2 separate regions of the Anser cygnoides genome follow, and region 2 is linked to region 1. Evidence: chromatin contacts called from public Hi-C data. All regions are on one chromosome and are shown on one strand. The core of a region is the stretch at or near the end of the contact, and the rest is flanking DNA. Distances in the headings are between cores, read along the strand shown.

Evidence for each region. A called contact is a pair of places that touch in the nucleus more often than the background predicts.
Region 2: a contact with region 1 is called in a Hi-C map of liver, with 10 times the contacts expected there. The contact joins the promoter of UBN2 here to the promoter of POLDIP3 in region 1. A contact is called at or near these places in 3 of 7 Hi-C or Micro-C datasets (granulosa cells and liver).

The regions. Positions count from the first base shown.
Region 1 is chr1:44,430,021-44,437,337 of Taihu_goose_T2T_genome, forward strand. It overlaps POLDIP3 (DNA polymerase delta interacting protein 3), which reads right to left and starts at 3,101. Exons shown (of 9, transcript XM_048078845.2): 1 at 2,968-3,101; 2 at 28-415. The coding sequence starts at 3,026. It overlaps LOC106046163 (heat shock 70 kDa protein 12A-like), which reads left to right and starts at 2,998. Exons shown (of 5, transcript XM_066990191.1): 1 at 2,998-3,277. The coding sequence starts at 2,998. LOC125184657 (U12 minor spliceosomal RNA) reads left to right here and starts at 3,400; the gene lies at 3,400-3,548.
Region 2 is chr1:44,567,066-44,573,640 of Taihu_goose_T2T_genome, forward strand. It overlaps UBN2 (ubinuclein 2), which reads right to left and starts at 3,156. Exons shown (of 17, transcript XM_048078834.2): 1 at 2,545-3,156. The coding sequence starts at 3,018. LOC106046098 (a long non-coding RNA gene) reads left to right here and starts at 3,436. Exons shown (of 4, transcript XR_001213072.3): 1 at 3,436-4,110; 2 at 5,066-5,114; 3 at 6,240-6,331.

The DNA.
Region 1 (7,317 bases), core at 1,851-4,350:
GGCTCAGAGCTGGCTTGCTTGACCTACTTGAATAGTTTTGGTGATTTTCACAGCTGGATTTACTGTCCCCATAGCTGGGCTGATAGCAGCTGGAGTGTTCCTTTTTAAACTGATCTTCTCTCTGGCATCCACCACTTTGGTCACCTTTTCAGCAGCAACACTTTGCTGCTTACGGGAATTCAACATCTCTCGAGCATCCTGCACCTTCCCTTTTATTTTGAACCGAGCGTCCTTTTGAACCAGTTTTTCCCGAGCATCTTTAACCCCCAGTTTGTGCCGGGCATCAGTGAGGCCGATCTTCTGTCGGGCATCGAACGTCCGCTGGAAGTTAACGGCTGGTGATGATCTACTCAGAAGATTTTGCTGGATCCCAATGCGAGATCTTACACCTCCAAATACTGGCCTGGTGTTAAGCCTGAAAAAAAAAAAAAAGGTTCAGACATTATACGGTGTGATACAGTATCCACAGAAGTGTCTGTGCTACTGCTCAGAAAAGCTCATGATTACTGCACAGAGCTCTGACCAGGTTACCTGTCCCAGTACAACAGCACAGCTCCTGAACTGTTTTATGCTGGATTTTACTTCGCTTGTAAATAGCTAAGGAACCGTTTTCCAAAAATCCTTAAGCTCACATTTATGAACTTCAGTAAAGGCCTGACTTCAGCTGTGCTAAAAAACCTACTATATTTAAACAAAATTCATCAAAAACTTACGTACTTTGGGGAACTCTTTGAAGACAAATAGAAATAGATTTTCTAGCATTAAGACTGAGCAGCTCTGCTAAAACATCTCTTGTAGTACAATCATGTGCCTTGAAACAAAGAAAGCATGGAGCTATACGTCTGATTTCAAGAGTTCTGGGCAGCACGTGCAGAGCTCTGGGACTGCAGGAGGCGTGGGTTCTAGAATGCACAAGCCCCATTCTCAGCTCAAAGCCACTAGTTCCAAAACTGAGGAACTGCCAGTAGGAACACTTACAAGTCAAATCACTTTTCAGCATTGCTGCCTCTCCTTTGATCTGTTGACAGAGCTGCTGCACTCAGTGGCCTTTACTTTTTAAGTACATCATCATCATCGCAAAACTGAGCACAGAAGCTAACAGTCCGCAGGAAGGACGGTATTTGTATTTGTACACCTGTAGTACTAAGAAGCAGCCTGTTACATAGCCAAGCAGAAACTAGCTTCTTATTAGGTCTGATTTACTTGTCCAAAATTTCCCCTAAAAGGAAGTAGCTTGTCTAATTTTTTAATACTGGTATTCCTTTAAGCATTTTGTAAAGTTTTAGGGTGTAAAGTTTTCGTAAAGAAACCCTTTTAACTGGGCTTCTTTTTTGTAAAGATGAAGAAAATGTAAGCAATTTTAAAGCTACTTTAGTGCAAAATATTCTTGATGTCATTTCTTTTTTTAAATTCCAAATAAGCTACAGCACTATAGCATTCATCTGCTTTCTGAACCATAATGCATGGTATTACAGCCTAAAATTAGGTATCTAGAATTTGTTTTAATACCTAAAAGTCTAATGTCACGAATTCAAATGATGATGCAATTCAAATTCTCCATATAGCTTTATATCAATATTTCCTGATCTAACCCTACCATCTTAACTTAATTTTCCATCACCTATTCACAGCGGAGAGATGTGTGGAGAAGAGATGAAACAGCCTGAGACTGAACACCCACTTCCACGTCTCTGTTCTTGCCGTGCCCCGAACTGGAAAGCTCAGGCTGGGGTCCCGCTGTGCTACCCAGCTTAGAAACCCTACAGCTGCTCTCTCGTACAGCCAAAGCACACCAGCTCCACACGGCAGGACTGTTACAAAGACCATTTATTAAAATATATCCAGAAGAATATGAAGGTGTAACGGCGCCCATAAAGCAACAGCCACAAAACACAACTTCCCTTGCCATTTTAAAAAGCATTAACATAGCAAAGCAGAAAGCACTTGGTTAGAGTGCTGCAGAGGGCTTCATGAGCGTTCCTTTTAATAAGCATAAAAGAAATCAAAGTAAAACCCGAAATATGTGTATCAGCATTTAAGCCAGAATTAGTTAGACTGTTAACAACATGTATGATGAAATCAGTTAGGAAACTCTGTACTGGAGATTATACCTTCTCTGAAGGCTTTGTTTACCCTAATAAGCAACTCTTCTCTGGAGAGAATTGCTTACCCTGTAACAGCACAAACCGTTCAAGCATTTTGTGCCAGTTTTGTGCCATGGCACCTGAAACACAAGGGAATCTCAAACATCTAATTTCCTTTCAAATACTATGAGCTCTGACTTATTACACAAAATGGGATTTTGTGGGTAAGGATATTTTATTTATAGTTGAACATTTTTCTGTTATCATTTTGTCTAGATTACTAAAGAGCACATAATACGATCAGACAAGTTTGTTCAGTCTGTCCAGCCTTCCCAAAGGCACATTAGCTACCTCAGAAATCTCATAAAGCAAGCTAAGTGCGCCAAGTGAAATTTAAGGTACACGAACTTGAGGGATTACTGCTTGGCAGACAAAGCAAGGAGATTTCCTGGGAGAAACGAGAGTAAAGGGGGGACTTGAGAAAGGCGAACGGAGGTGCAGCGCATCCTCAGCTGCACGGAAACCGCTCCAAACATGGAGGACAGCATGAATGAAAGCGCAAAGCCTTGTGAGGACTGGGATTTAAAGGTGCTGGAATATTTCTGCTATCACGTATTATCGTGAGACTTCCAAACTCCGATAGATGTAGAAGGAAAGGTAAACAACTGGTCGTTCCTCGGTGAGGAACGGGCCACGCAAAGCCAGAGGCGCGCTCAGGGAACCGCGGCGCCCCGCTCACCTCACAGACGGGCCCTGCGCGCCGGCCGCCGCCCCCGAAGGCCCGGCCCGGCAGCGGCCTCCCGAGCGGAAGGCCCGGAAGGGGGAGCGGGGGGGGAGTCCCCGGGGAGCCCCGGGGGGGCGCCGTGTGCCGGCGGGCGCCTACCTGCCCTTCCCCGTCACGCCGCGCTTCCGTATGAGCTCGTCCAGCGACAGGTCCGCCATCTTGTCGCGGGGCCCAGCGAGGAGACGCAGCCAGCGAGCCCCGGACGTGACATCATACCCCTTCCGGCGCTTCCCTCCCCCTCCCTCCTCCCCGCGCCTCCGCGCGAGGATGCCCGCCCCCTCCCCAGCCCGGCGGTCCCACAAGCCCCAGCGGCGCCCCGGCGGCTCATTTGCATACGAGCCCTTGCATTGGCACGGCGCGGTTCGGCCTGGAAAAGCGTTTACACGGCTGACGACGGCGCGAGAAGCGGGTAAAAAGGCAGGGCAGAACGGACGCAGTCCGTTCTAGCCGGGGTAGTGAGGGCGAGCTGCTCGCCCTGATCTACAGAGGTGACGCGCAGAGCCCTCCGAGCGAGCCGGAGGGAATAGTGTTATGCCTTAAACTTATGAGTAAGGAAAATAACGACTCGGGGTGACGCCCGGGTCCTCACTGCTGATGTGAGAGGAATTTTTGCGCGGGTACAGGTCGCCCCCGGGTGACCCGCTTACTTCGCGGGATGCCCGGGAGCCGCGATCTGCCCGACCCTCAGTGCCCGACGTCACAACGACAGAACCGGCCCGGCGGCCATTTTGTGCTGGCGCTAGGGAGCTGTGTAGGGGCAGCTGGCACGGGAAAGCAGTCCGAAAAAAAGGCAAAAAATCACAAAACAAACAAACAAAAAAAACCCGCTGTTGCAAAACTTAACAGCCGACACTTCGAGCAAATTCCCGTAAACGTAAGAGCAGCCCCCGTGGTTCAGGCTTCAAGCTCCATCTCTCCAGTTTCTGTTTCCCCACCTGCAGGGAGACAAGAGGATCAGGAAGGTGCGTCCTAGTGTCAGGCCCGTCGCCCTGCTGTGCTGACCCCTGAAGTTTCCCCAAATGTGAGAAACGGCTGCCTCGTTTGTGGATGGCTTTTACTCCTCCAGGAGGTAAAAATCCAAGTGAACCAAAGCAGCCCCTGTAAGCCGATGCTCAGGGAAGAACTGGAACAGAACAAGCACTCACGGTACTCCCCCTTCATGCTCCTCCAGGCACTCGGATTTGTTTAGTAACCCACTGGAGGTCTCTTCCAGACACCTGGCCAGATGCCCTTGATCCCAGTGACATCTGTGCAGACACAGTATCCTTTGACAAGCTGCACAGCCCCTCTGCTCTCTGTCTCCTGTAGAAACGCCTCCTTTTTGTTTTTCTTCTGCCAGCCTAGCTCTTGAAGGCAGAGTGCACACATGGCTCCAAACAAGCTTCTTTTCCACCTTGCAATCTAACAAGTCACCTACTTTCCACTTGAAGAATCCAGGCCTGCTCACCCATTTCTTTGGTAAAAGCCCATTCAAACTTCCAGCAATTCCTGTTGGGCTTTACAGTTTCTTTCCCAGTTCGCAATGTAGAGAGATCACAAATACAGAGTGGCAAATCCGGATGCTTTCTGTCTTGTTTCTTACTCCTTTGCCAATGATTCCTAATACTGGATTTTGTTTTTCAGTCGCTCCTGATAATTTCATGCATCTATCTGTCAAAACCCCCAAGTTTTGTTGCTGAGCAATAGTGATCAGATGAGAGCCTGTCCTTTTGTCTGTGCAGTGAGAATTGTTTTCCCCTGTGAGCACCACTTTTATGTAAATACACACTGAAATTCCAACATTTTATTGCCACTCAGTGTGTTAGATCTTTCTGCAGTCCTTTCATCACTTTCATGACCCCAAATAGTTTCACATCAGCAAACTGTAATCTCCTGGCTCACCCTTTTTAAAGACCGCTCACGACTATGTTAAACATCACAGGTCCCAGCACAGACCCCAGCCATACTCCACTGTGGCTTTTCTTCATTTACCCTTCCCCTCTGTTTCCTGTTTCTTAGCTAATCATTTATTCATGACAGGCTGTCTCTCATCCCGTGACCGCTTAGTTGCTTTAAAGCCTGTGGTGAAAGATTTTTTCAAAAGCTTTGAGAAATCCAGGGGGATTAGACCAACCAAGTAGTATGCTCCTGTTTGCAGACTTTTCAAAGAAACTCACAACTTTGGAAGTCTTTGTACAGAAACCATGCAAACTCTTCCCAAGTAGGTCGTGTTCATACAGCAGTCACTAATTTCCCCCCTGTGCTCTCTTAAAGCACTTTATATACCTTAGGTCTTGGCTACAGAGCACATTAAAAAGGGAAATGTACAGGCTGCAACTCCCCCTGGTTCTGGGTGTGCAACTCACACAGGGTCTCTTGGCTGGGGGTTAGTTTCTTGCCGTGAGACATGACGAGCAGCAGCTCAGCTTTCACCGATCTCTCCCAGTTCCCCCTTTCAGCTGTGAATGAGAAGTCAAATATTTGCTTGGGGAAGGGCCCAGGCCTCCCTTCCCTTCTGATGGCTGCGAGGGGGAGGAAGATGCAAGCAGCAAAACAAAGAGACCTCCTCGAGCTGCTTCCACAAAGGGGTCCTCGTTAAAACGTGACGGGTAGCTTTCAGGCCTGCCTGTGGGCCGGGGGCTGCTTTTTAAAAAGCAGAATCCTTGAGAGCATCTACCTGGTCAGCAGCTGGCTGAGACCCGGGGTACAGGACTCAGAACAGAGGAGATCCTTTCCTTGCCTCACAACGATTTCCTTTTAAGAACACTACTTTGGAAATTATGCAAATATTAATCTTGGAGTAGTACGGGACTTACAGCATTACCTTCATTGAATCTGACAGAGGTGTATGAAGCAGCTAAAAGCAGAATGACGTGGCTGGCGAAAATACTTGATGAATTGCCAGGGAGCGAGATCACATTATTACTTAGTCCAGAAGTCCGTTTGTCCCAGTGACTTTGGTCTTCAAAGGACAGCCCCCTGCGTGCCCGCTGCCCCAGAAGCCAGGTAACCTTTCTGGCCAATGTCAGATAGGAGAGCCCCTAACCACCTACAAAGTTAGAAACCTTATTTCTGCTCTAATAGCTGTAACGAAACTATTACACACTTCAATATGAAGGCAGTGCATTTCTCCTTGACTGCATTAATAGCATCACCATACTTACTGCCTTGACACAGAAATATTTTGTATGAAACCAATTAAGCAATTTTGTAATTAAACTCAAGAGGGAACTAGCTGCTGTATGGGTAATTTTTCTATGTCAGGTTTTGTACAGTGAAGCAGAATCCTAATAATTACAACAACAATCTCCTGGCTTACTACATTTTCCTTTTTTTTTGTCCAGGTTGAAGATAGAGAGACATTAATGCTTTTGGAGGTTACACTAGAGATGTCAGTTAATGTAAGGTTGAGTTCTCTCTCTTGTTTATCTCTGTAAACATACTTATTTATTAAGATGCCAGCTATCTAGCAGGAACAAACTCCATTCTTAAAAATAAGAACAGACAAAGAGAAAGGGCCAGATTTGGGATTAGTTTGGAATACAACAAACATTTGCAGAAATAATGGGATACTCTTATCATGGTAAAAGTTTAAATGACTAGCAAATGTGCAGCCCTGGTTATTCTTTCAACTTCTAATTTGTCTGCTGGAGTACTTCAGTTATTTTCGTTGGATGTAATCCAGAAGAGAGCGGGACATGTCAGTGTTAGAAGCTGGCACACTGCGTGCTGCGCCTAGGGACGCCAATGCCTGGCAGCCACCGGGGCTCCATGTGTCTCGCATCAGGCGTGGCAGCGCCACTATGAACTGATCACACAAATACTGGGGAGGACAATCAAGCCTGAGACCTCCTTATTTTTAAGTTTCTGTATATATATATATAAAACTGCGAGCACAAAACCCTTTTTTCCTTTTTTTTTTTTTTTTTTTTTTGAGAAAAAGGAGGGGTAATGCCATGAAGCAAGCTATGAGATTTTAGTTAAGCTTTAAATTTGCCTTGCTTTGAAGTTCTGCAATGATTTTGAATGAAACATCTTACATATTCATTATAGGTTGAGCGCACTGCTTTTTGTAACTGTTTTGCCTGTCTGTTATAATCTGTTACTTTTATTTGTCTCATTAAAGAGAGCCGCTTTTAAAAGTATTTTAAATTTTGAGCTTTCTTACTGAGTAAGCTTGTATTAATAAAAATTATGCAGCGAGCTACTTGACACACCTATTTAAAGGAAAATCAGTTCTGCTTTTTTAGTGCCGTTCTTTTACTTCCGATTTCAGTTGATGTTTCTGCAGCAAGCAGCCCTTTTCCTTTGTTTAACAGTGTACTTGAGCAGAGTATGTTTTTCCTTTTAGCCCAAATTTTGAATCCTTTGTGGGATGGGATGTGGGTTGGATGAAGAAACATTAGCAAGCAGAACCAGGTTCCAAAATTAGCCTGACAAACTGAAGAACTGTCTGAGAAGGTATGATAC
Region 2 (6,575 bases), core at 1,906-4,405, 140 kb after region 1:
TACTGTCAAGCAAGTTTGGGTTGTTTTTCTGTTTGTTTGTTGTTTTTGTTTTTAACTGTTTAAGGGACCTATTAAAGCAATGTTTGAAGTTATTGCCATACATCCTTCCCAGAACAGCCGACCTCTGGAGAACTGTTCCGGGTTGCTGCAGTTCGAAGCAACACGACAAGATAAAGATGTGTTCCTAATTATGTAACGCTGAACTCAAATGGGAATAGTTATAAGGAAGTTGAGCAACTCATAAGGGATAAGGAGCAAACAATAGCCTTCGGAAAACCCAATCAATCTTTACCCTACAAAAACAGTTCGCATAACTAAGTTTGCATGAACTGTTCATGTCAAGCTGATTCACTACATAACTAAATTCTGAAATCCAGAACTCAGTTTAAAACTACAGCATTAACTGCCAAAAAGTTACTACCTACTCAAGAGTAAATCTCACAGATTGGGTAGGAAAGTGGCAGAGGGCAGAAGTTTCCTGGTCAAGTTCCGTTTTAGCAAGGTAGTTTTCTCTTCCATAGCTACTGTACTCAACAAGCAGGGTCTGTTTTCCTTTCCTATAATTGTTTCTATTTTAGGACTTTGAACAGGTTACATAATTTGTTGGTCTGAGAATGAGCAGGTAAGAGACACACTTCTGTCATCCTAAGCCTCCTGCATTATGCAGAGCAAATTCTCCTCTTAAACATGCTTTAACCACAAAAGAACCTTGACACACTAGTTTTATGGGTGAGCAAAATGTTTCCTCTCTCTTTTCATGCTGACTGATACAAGATTGTAAGTCCTTCCCACACCATGTCAAAGAAGCTTTTTCAATTTCTACTCTGTAACAAGCAAGAACTTAAACTGCCAGCACAACTACACAACATCTGACACTTTTTACATAATCAGTTGTTTTTCCGTACAGTCCAGTGAGAAATGGGACATAACCGTCTATTGATTTTCAATCCGGACTCTCCATAGAGCTGAAAAAAAGACGGGATTTCTTATAAAACAATTCTAACGCTATTTCTATCTTAAAAGCATAATTCTCTGATTCTAATTGTACCAAAAATCCACTTTTTTCCCTCTCCTTCTCTCCAGAATACATTGAATTTGCATCAGAACTACATTAAAATGTCGTTTTGTCCCCACTTATGCAATTAACATATTACCAACCTACAGAAAAAAGCAATTATGGAGCTTGAGACTGCCAAAGGCAGAAGTCAGCCTCCATACACTGAACCACTTCTAAACACTAACACAACTTCTACCTTCACACAGGAACTGCTCAAAAAGACGGCACTTCACCAAGCAGCAGACTACTGCTACAACAATTTGGAGCAGTCGTAACGGGCACTGTGGGCACTGTTTGCCCACAACGGCTGTAGGACAGGATGAACAAAAGGAACCTTTTAACTTGCATCAGAAGATCTCAGAGGGATTATTAAAATCAGCCATTGATTTTTCTGTCTTCTACATTTGACAACAATCCAATTCTACAGCCCTCCTACTACTGTGAAAAAAGTGAACAGACTGGTAAGTACCGTTACGGAATCAGCATCATCTAGAAACACTTTTCTTCATAAAACAGGAGTTTTAACCAATCTTGAGTTTGCGATGATTCAAAAACCTACTGACAATATCAGTACTGGTACTTGATATTTGCTTTTAATTTTCAACCAAAGCTATCACAACCTTGTCAGTAGCAGCTGCCCCTTCCCTTTTCCAAGAAGATGGGAACTTTCTCTAAAATTGATCACTAAGAGAAGCCACAACTACCTAAATCAAGCGCAACTTTATCATGTCCTTAACTCCCTGTGAGTGACTGGCTCAAGTGTGACCAGCTTAAGGACATGCATCTCTCATTCCTACTTGAAAGCAGAGCCTCTCTGACTGGCTGATGCCACTTGCTTCTTTTAAGTTGTCCGCACCAGCTTTTCTCCTTAAAAAACAAAGCAGCTCGAGTAGGAAGTATTTTCTGTTTGGGGGGAAAAGGGGAAGTACTTTCTTCTGGAGTGAAGTTTCTGACAGTTACAGGTGAGGTTACAGTGCCAACAACGTTAACTCTGAATCGCCCCTGCCCCCCCCCGCCCAGACTGCAGAAACTCATCTCCAGGACTGCTTAACGCGCACTTCGCTGCTCCACGAGGCTCGCTGCGGAGCCGGGCTAATAACTCTTCATTTACTTGCACAGAGCCTATAGAGAACCTGAAATAAACGGCCCGGCAGCGCAGCAGTTCCATTCCGTTGGCAGTAAAGTAAAACAGAGATAAACCCTCCCAGGCAGAGAGGACACAGGGCAGGAAACGGGCGAGGGGCAGAGGGCTGGGTACGAGGGGCACGGGACGTGCTCGCCAGCTCCACGCGGGAGCCCAGGAGCTGCGGGGCGCCGCCTCGCCTTCCCCTTCAGGCCAGGAGGAGGCCGGAGGCACGGCGAGGCCGCCGGACTTCCCCCTGCGGCACCGCCCCCCCTCCCCCGGGCAGGACGGGGCGGGCGGCGGGCGGCTGCCGGCCGGGCCTCGGGGAAGGGCCCGTGGGCCTCGGGGGTGGGGGGTCCCGTACCCGCGAGTCCCCGCAGAGCAGCAGCTCCGGGTAGCTGAACTCCACGCAGCCCTCCTCGGTGGGGTCCTTCAGCACCACCTCCAGGCGGACCGTCTGGCGGAGCGGGAGCGCCTCCTGCGGCGGCGGCGGCTCCTGCCGGCTGCCCTGGCGCGGCGGCGGCGGCGGTAGCTGCGGCGGCTGCGGCGGCGGCGGCTCGGGCCGGGGGGGCTCCCGCTGCGGCTGCGGCTCGGGCCGGGGGGGCTCTCGGGGCGGCTCCAGGCGGGCTCCGCTCTCCCGGGGCGGCATCGGCGGCGGCGGCTCCGGCCGGGAGGCTTCGTGCGGCGGCTCCGCCAGCGGCGCCTCGCGGCCCGCCGCCGCCGCCACCACCACCGGCGGCGGCGGCGGCTCCGGCTCCCGCTCCAGCGCCGGGCTCCCGGCCTCGCGGCGCCTCACGGGTGACAGGCTGATCAACGGCACCCGGCGCGGCTCCGCCATCCTCCGCCGCCTCCCCCCACCCCCCGCCCGCCCCGCTCGCCCGCCCGCCGGCCGGCCCCCGCCTCCCGCCTTACGGTGACACCGCGCTCCGCGCTCCCTCCCCCTCGGCTGCTCCTCCCTCCCTCCCTCTCCCCTCCCCCGCTCCGCCGCCCGGTCGGAGCTGCCCCCCTACGTTCTCCTCGCCGCCCCCGCCATCTTGGCGCCCCCCCACATAAATAGAAGCAGGCCCGCAGCCCGCGCATGCGCCACCGGGCGGCCGAGGCCGGCGCGCCGCCCCGCGTCGCTGCTCTCAGCGCTCGGCTTCCCCCCCCCCGCCCTTCGCCCTCCCCTCGACGTCACCGCGCCCGCCGCTCGCCCGCCCGCCCGCCCCCGGTTGCCTTGGCGATGTGCACGCCGCCCGCCGGCCGGGCCTTAAAGGGGCCGCGCCGCGCGGGGCGATGGCGGACCAACGGCCGGGCCCGCCCTGAGGGGCCGCGGAGCTGCTGCTTCGCCTTGCGGGGGCAGCGGCCCCCGGTTTGCAGGGGGCTGCGCCGTGCTCGTCCTGTGCACCGTGGTGGCACCTATACACCGCAGAGGTGTCCAGAAACTGCCCGTCAGTCACCAAAATAAAAACCTCCAAAATCCGAAAAACGATCAAGACTCTTTAATTCTGAGGGGGGGGGTAAACAGTCGGTTCCAGGTTGTGAGGTGGTGGCGTGGAGGCACCTTGGCTCATCCGCACCGACATGCTCAATGGAGCATGGCTGGGCCAGCCGAGGGGATGGGCTTTGTCCGTGCTGCTCCTTGAGCTGAGGCAGCCTGTCCCTGCAGGATGGCGGGGCCTGCTGTGGCAGCCGGGTGGTCCTGTGAGGACAGGAGCTCTGTGGCCACCTCTGGTGCGTAGGGTGCCAGTTCTGGTCACAGGAAGCAATTCTGGGGTGTCAAGGAAGGGGTGTCCTCTAGATACAAGGAAGGCAGAGTAAGAGCAGCAGCGAGACTCCCTCCTCCACGAGCAAGAGCTGCCTGCAAAAGCACAAGTGTTTTGGTCTGTCACCACCTACTTTGACAGACTGGGTGCTGGTATCTCCAGACGGAGGTATGCCACCCAAACTGGTAGGTTTCAGGAAGTTATAAACACCCTCATATGCACTGTATTCTCCAACTGTTTTGGAGCAGACAGAAAAATGTTACAATTTTTTCCTCTGTAGCCTCAGCATTTCTGGGAAGGAAGAGTTTTGTTCTCTTTTTAAAAACGTACTCATGTTATGCAAGACAAGTGTGATTTACATATCTGTATTATTCTGAATAATTACAGCAGACCATTCTGTATAGCACATTACCTCGCTTTCCACTCTGCATCACAGCACACAATGGTTTCATCTTACTGCGTATGAAGTTTTTTGACTTGACTTACTTTCATCTAGATGCCAGAGAAGATTCATGACACTGGAATGGTGTTACCGAAAAATTTGGTTCACTACAACGGAGGACATTCCAGAATCTTACTTGCAACAGGAAGTCAGTGGAGTGCCTGACCTGATCTGAGAAACAGGCTGTCCTTTTGAAGTCCTTTTGAAAGCCTTTGTTGAGCTTTGTAGTCAAAGGAACGTGATTTATCTTAAAACCTTGCAGGTTCTAGTGCAACTAGCAAGCTTGGCAGAGATATTCCTCAAATATATTTTGACTTTCAATTTCATAAAATTATTTGTAAATCCCACCTGTTCTCCTGTTGAAAATTTCATACGGCTGTTGGAGAAGGCACGTAATAAGCAATGTGTTTTTGGACTCGACTGAGCATTGCTAAGCTACAGACCTGCAGATCCTGCTAGGCAGATTCTAGTCCCCACCAAAGCTTCTACACAGTCTGTATCATTAAGCCTTGCGATGATAGAAGGGGGCCTTTCCTTGTCAAAAGAGCAATTTAGTGTTCAGAAAGCAGAAGTCTTAGGTAGAAATCATGGGCTCTTCAGTGACTCTGCTGAATGCTTGTTTTCAATTACCAGATGGGAGACTAGAGACTGAAATAAGTACAGTGTAGTAACAGGAATACAACAATTTATGTTCACAGGTAATATGTGCACATATCCTTGGAAAAGGGTGAAGATAAGTTGTGCATTGTAAGTATCCAACCTAAAAATCAATTCTATCTTTCAGTCTCATAAGATAAGTATTTAGAAGTAACAAATTCAAGACAGGTACAGCACAAGAAAATGAGTCTTGCAAGTATCTAGAGTTAACTTTAAATTCTTGATGGTTGTGTAGATACACTTGGAACCACATCCTGGTCAGATTTGCAACGTGCTTTTTAAATAAGAAAAAAGAGATAGATAGCAATAACTGATCAGACCTTTGATAGAGTTACAGAGAAAAATAATAGTAGTTCTGGGAAGTAGCAGACAGCCATTTGTTCTAAGTTAAGACATTGCAGACTGATAGGAGTAGCAGCCTTTCACATGTAAGGTTTTTGTAGATACTTACTCTTTCGTTTTTATTCCCTCCTCTTCTTCCTCTCTTCTAGGAGTTTAATTAGACAAATACATCATCAGAAATCTATTTTGTCTAACCTCTGATCAACTTGGAGCACACATTTTTTATAAAGTTCAACATTTGCTTATACAGCTAGACAAATAACAGTTCTAAATCTTTGAATTTGAAGTGAAGTTAGCAAAGACAGTTGCTAACTGTCAGGGGCTCTGTATCTTGGTGTCTTGAACTAAACCAGAAAGAAACAGCTGCAGATCCAAGCATAGCAGGCACCGGAATAAGTTATCATTATATTTTGTAAAAGATGCTGGAAGCAGCTAGAAAGACTCCCAAAAAAAAACAAAGCAAATCCAGTAGAGCCTAAGTTCTTTATGAATTTCGTTTTGAATACACCAGCTTGTGCTATACCAAACAGTTTCAAGAAGATTTGTTTTTGTTTTAATCATTGTTTTCCTGTTGTGCTACTTGTTTTGTTCTTTGGGGTTTAGCCCTGCCTCAGACTACATATTGTTTGTACGCTCTATAATGTGCATAAAACGTAGAAGAAAAAAAAAAGTGTTTTATACTGGAACCTCCACTGAGGTAGGAGCTGTACTGAAAGCCACCTCATGCCTGTGCCAGTCATAACTCAGCCACTCAAAAGTCTCCAGAGGACACCCCTATTCATGTGGGGCTTTGTTTCTGTGAGAATATCATCTTCCATGTGTTGTTTCCTCACTACATCTTCCTGATATCTTGGTTTCTTATGTCCCAACCAGGAATCTTGTTGATTGTCACGGTCCTTCCTCTGAAACTGCCGCCACAGCAGCTGCAACATTCATCGCTGTGTCAGGAGTTGCTCCAGCTGCAGGTAGGATGATGTTTGTGTAGCCTTTGCTAGAGCTGCTTTTGCATCACAAGAATCTGCTGCACCAGCAATGTGGGAGGCATTGCTGTTTTGTTTTCTTCTTGCTTGTTTATTTTTTGTAATGAGGCTCTCTGAATTCACATACAGTTTTTTTTGGACTTGTCTTCCCTTCCTACATTTTTCCTATGTTGTCTTCTGCTAGATCCAGAAAACAAGTGCCATGACCACTCTGAAATAAAGATTGATC